2 separate regions of the Lactuca sativa genome follow, and region 2 is linked to region 1. Evidence: chromatin contacts called from public Hi-C data. All regions are on one chromosome and are shown on one strand. The core of a region is the stretch at or near the end of the contact, and the rest is flanking DNA. Distances in the headings are between cores, read along the strand shown. Region 1 holds the start of LOC111888909. Region 2 holds the start of LOC111888894 (membrane-anchored ubiquitin-fold protein 4).

The links. Hi-C and Micro-C count contacts between places; a contact is called where the count stands out from the background.
Region 2: a contact with region 1 is called in a Hi-C map of leaf, with 5 times the contacts expected there. The contact joins the promoter of LOC111888894 here to the promoter of LOC111888909 in region 1. A contact is called at or near these places in 2 of 4 Hi-C or Micro-C datasets (both in leaf).

What each region holds. Positions count from the first base shown.
Region 1 is chr2:188,184,675-188,187,374 of Lsat_Salinas_v11, reverse strand. It overlaps LOC111888909, which reads left to right and starts at 1,250. Exons shown (of 4, transcript XM_023885048.3): 1 at 1,250-1,413; 2 at 1,507-1,703; 3 at 1,819-2,048; 4 at 2,162-2,559. The coding sequence starts at 1,328. The coding sequence ends at 2,440.
Region 2 is chr2:188,317,521-188,320,220 of Lsat_Salinas_v11, reverse strand. LOC111888894 (membrane-anchored ubiquitin-fold protein 4) reads left to right here and starts at 1,382. Exons shown (of 4, transcript XM_023885030.3): 1 at 1,382-1,581; 2 at 1,680-1,894; 3 at 2,494-2,664. The coding sequence starts at 1,765.

The sequences.
Region 1 (2,700 bases), core at 1-2,500:
GGTTTGGATCTGATCAACGTCAAAACTCACTCTATTATCTATTTTAAAACCTATTTTAAAAAAGACATGGACCAATCACATAAATCTATCTAATATAAATAATAATAAAAAACAAAACTAATAAAAACAAATAAAAAAATAAAACATAAAAAAAATCATAAAAATGCAACTAACAATAAAAAAAATAGATACCCACTCTTTAAAAATCAGTGTTCTAAAAGGCGCGCTATGGCGTGAGGCGTGGCTTCGACGTTACAAAAAACTTCATAACGTTGCTGTTAGGCGTGGCGCGTGGTAAGGCGTGATATGGCGTGCCATGGCGAGTTATGGCGTGTTATGGCCCGTGTTTTTTCGTTTGAGACACAATTTTTTGCTCTTTATTATGTCTTTTCAAATCGGAGATACAAGTATTATGATTTTTGTTAACTTTTTGTTATTAGTTATTGATCTAACACTTCTAAAAAGTAGTTATATTTAATATAAATTTATATTTATGTGGTAATATAATTTTAAATTAATACAAAATCGTCGCCTTACATCACGCCTTGAAAAACGTTGTGGCTCGTCGTGGCTCGTTAAGCTTGAGGCTTGGCTTTGCCGCCACGCCACACCTCACGCCATTTAGAACCTTGTTAAAAATCCGTGATTTTCGTGCACCTTATTGAATTAATGATGCTAAGAACATGTAGGAGGGGCTATAGCAAATGTCAGCGTGTGTGTTCTCTATTTTTTAAAATTCTTTTATCGAGTGTGGACAAACGTTTGGTAGTTATAGTCACAGACTAAGTTGTGGCCCTAAGCCCGAAAAAATATTGATGGGCTTTCGTGTTTTTGCAGAATAGTTTTATCTGACCAAAGTAGGAATTTGATATTTTAATACAAATTCCTTCACCAATTTAAAGGTGTCAAACCCTAACAATCAAAGTCATAAAATAAAAACAGTCAATATAAATAATAAAATAAATCACCAAGTTGAACAAATCACTTTTGTTCACTAATCACTGATAACATGTGATGAGATTCTTGATTCTATTGCTTATTTTAGCAGCGATCGACGAAGTTGACACATAGACAATTTCATTTAGGGGCTGCAAAGGCTAACATGTCAAATGAGAGGACTGATATTGCAAATTAATCAATAGTCTACGGACCATATCATGTAATAATGTAATTTGGTTGGTCTTCGTGTTTTCCATACGGAGGGGTCAAGAGTCAAAACTGACGGCAATTCGTTAAGAACCTACCTCAGTCAACACTATTAATTCCAAACTTCCTCTTCGTTTTCCTTTGCGATCTAATTGATCGTTGGCTTCATTTTCATCCTTCAATGGCTGCAAAGAAGGTTTTACTCACCGTCAACGGTGATGCGGTTTCACGAAACATCGCTTATCATTTAGCAAAACGCGGATGCAGGTATGTTTGCGCCTAAAATTTCGATACGTGTGATGGATTTCACCTCTGAAATCTGAATTGAACTAATTCAGATGTATTTATTTCTTTGTTTAGGTTGGTGTTAGTGGGAGACGAAAAGGTCCTCAAGGGGGTTTCGGATTGGATCACCAACGATCTGAAGGAAGTTACAATTGAAATCGTTGGATTAGATATGGAATCGGAGAGAGAATCGGTATTTGATGAAGCCGTGGAGAAAACCTGGACTATTTTGGGGAAAGTGGATGCTCTTGTTAATTGCTATACTTATGAAGGTAAATCAACTGCCAAATTTCCATATCTCGTTTCAGCGCTCTATGTAGCAAATTGATTCATGGCATGATGATTACAATCGAGATTATTAAATCACTCGGTTTCTGGTAAAAACAGGAAAGATGCAAGATCCACTTCAATTGTCTGAAGCTGAGTTCAAAAAGACTGTTAGAGTAAACTTCATGGCCCCTTGGTATCTGATGAAAGCTGTTGCGAAAAGAATGAGGGATAACAAATCAGGAGGATCGATCGTATTCATGACCTCGATAATTGGTGGTGAGAGAGGAATATATCCAGGTGCAGCTGCATATGGTGCTTGTTTGGGTGGAATTCATCAGTTAGTCAGAGTAAGTAACTTTGATCTTTGTTTCCCTTTCAATCCGTTTCATAAATGATATAAAGAAGTAAAATTATGTGCTAAAATCCTAATAGCAACTTTGATTTGTTTCGGTGTGATCAGACATCAGCTATGGAGGTCGGGAAGCACCAGATTAGGGTTAATGCAATTGCTCGTGGATTGCATTTAGATGATGAGTTTCCAGTATCAGTGGGAAAAGACAGGGCAGAAAAACTGGTGAAGGATGCAAACCCATTGAACAGGTGGCTAGACCCGAAGAATGACCTGGCATCAACCGTGATCTACCTGGTAAGTGATGACTCACGCTACATGACTGGGACAACGATATACGTTGATGGTGCACAGTCAGTTGTAAGGCCACGTATGCGTGCTTACATGTGAGATTTGTGACATTCTTGTTATAAGTATTGGGATTAATCTATGGTTAAAGTGTTCTATGAATAAACGATGTACGTCTTTGTGGGCTTACATGAAACGTTGAATGATTCTTTTTTCCTTAATGGTCAAGAACTACACACTAATAAAAGATGATGTATAGCATAAACATCAGAAGTAAACAATTTGCGATGATGCAAGATTTTATTAGATATGGGATTGTTTGGTTGACCAACTAATCATTTGATCCAATCATTGTGCATAAT
Region 2 (2,700 bases), core at 133-2,632, 130 kb before region 1:
TTGAATTAAATAAAAATATTATATTTTTGTAACTACTATAAATATTATTTTTATATAATATTATAAATATACTAATATACATCAAATATTATATATCTTTTTTTGACAATTGTATAATTAAATAATTCTATATATTATTATATAAATAGATTTCTTGTCTTCCGTTATTTCCACAGGTTATGATATCAATACCAATTAAAAGGGTGACAAGAGTCACATTTGATGGTGTGATTGATCCATAATTGCTCTCCATTGGGGACAAAGTAATTAACGATACAACCAGATGCGTTAAAATGATCGAGTCGAGTCAGATCAAAATTGTCGATCAATAAAAGTGGTCTACTTTCTGAGACAATAAAATAGAAAAAGTTCCAAATACTATAAATACCATAAGAAAAAAATTATTACACACTACAATTACTATTTTATAAATTCAAAAAAATCACATAATATTTACCACCTCCAGAATCCTGTTAGCCATATTCGACTCGCCCGACTTAGGATCATTCAACCTTAGCCCTAGAGAAGATTGGCGTAAGAACAAGTTTCTCAAATGGAAATTTCCGGCCAAGAAAATTGTTCATGTAGATTTGTTATTTGCATATGCTTTAAATTTATAATAGATTCCGGCAAGCAAACCACTAATTTAAGGCGAGCAAAATGTAAAATACTAATTTCAGACAAGAAAAATGTAAAATTTATGATAAGCAAACCACTTAAGATCGTCACATGCGATAAAAAGTGGGTTTATTTTTTTTTTCATAAAAGAATGTGGGTCCAGACTCCAAATGAAATCCCCTTTTAGGCTTTTACCATGTTTTGTATTTTGGTACAAAAATACTTATTAATACTAATAATACCTTTTCAAACCACGCCCTTTTGGTACAAAAATACGCCACGCCACCGAAATCTCACTTTCCCACCGCTCATTTCTTTTATATACATTTTGTAAATTATTATGTATATAAATATTTATAATTAATTAAATAATCAAATGTAGTAAAATGATTTTACAGAAAAGAAAAAACATAGGTTGTATGAGTTTATAATTTAAATATTTGGCATATTCTAATTATATAAAAATCAATAAATACTTTTGTATAAACATATGAAATAAGAATGAAAGCCTTTTAAAGATAATGTTAAGAAAGAAACAAATTCGAAATAATCATTTGTTCATATTAAAATTTGTAGTTAAACTAATAATTCAATGCTTAAACCAAAAATAAGATATACTTTTTTAATTATTAATAATAGTGTCGTAATAAATATAAATAGTTATTAATAAAATTAAAAGAAAGTGGGTAGATGATGTTAAATTTGGTTTTATAAAAAACAAATCACCGTATTCAAACTGACTTGCTGACCAGACCAGTACAATAAAAAGCACAGCGAAAGTTGAAAGGAAAAGAAATGGGGTTTCGCATTCATTAACAGTGCGCCTCGAGATCGGGTCTAGGGTTCCTCATCTTCTTCAATTTCCACCTCCCTTCATCGTCCATACTTCATACCATTTACTCATCTCCGGCAATTCACAGTTCACATACAGCTGCTGATCGATTCTTTCACTACAATTCAAAGGTGATTTTAAACCAATGATCCACGGCTTTAGTTTTCATCATCTTCTTTTGATTCCTGGTTGTTGATATTAATAATTGTTGTGGTATGACTTTGTGCAGGTTTTTGATAACATATATTAGTGATTTGTGGAAAAGGTGTGATCCTAGGGCTTCATATAAGGTGTGATATCGTAGGCTGTTCCAAATGCCGGAGGAAGATGTTTTAGAGCTCAAGTTTCGGTTGCTTGATGGATCGGATATTGGTCCATTTCGATACTCTCCGGCTTCCACAGTTGCCATGCTCAAGGAGAGAATTGTTGCCGAATGGCCCAAAGGTTAGGCAGATTTCGGTCTCTTTTGTCTGTACATGCTTTTTTTTTTTCTGATATTTTTACTGCTCTATAGATTACGCCTTTCGATTTTGAGATTCATGTATTTTGTAGATTAGTTAGTGTGACTCCATGACGACTGAATTGCCTTTATAAATTCATGTAAATAGCTGTTCTTCAGTCTTTATGTTTTAAGCTAAATGATCTCTGGTTTAAGGAAAAGATGAAAGATGTATGATCCACACAAAGAAAAGAAAGATGAAACATAGAGTACTGTAATCCAACTGTGATGGAGTTTTGAGTTTGTGGTTTTTGCAATTTCCCACCAGATAAACGAAATCGTAGAGAGCTTGAGCTTATATCCCAGTGACATAGCTGGTTAAAGATTAGCCAAAGGGCAAAGGGAAAACTCTTTAGTTTTTGCCTTTTTGGGCATTTCAGATCTCCTTCAACCTTTTCTCCATATGTTATACTCTTGGCCTATGAGAAATACGTTAAATCAAAATGAATGGTGGATGATAAATTGCATCTTTTTTGGACGTATTAATGATTAGGTTATGTTAAGTCATATCTTTCTGAAGATTATGTTTGTTGAATGCGTCCAGATAAGAAAGGCGGACCCAAATCAGCAAATGACATAAAATTAATAAATGCGGGGAAAATTTTGGAAAACAACAAAACTGTTGGGCAGTGCAGAACACCTTTTGGGGAGCTTCCAAAAGGGGTAATTACAATGCATGCTGTTGTACAGATGTCTTTAACCAAAGCAAAAACAGGTAACTCCTCTTTCCTCATCAATATGTTAACAAATA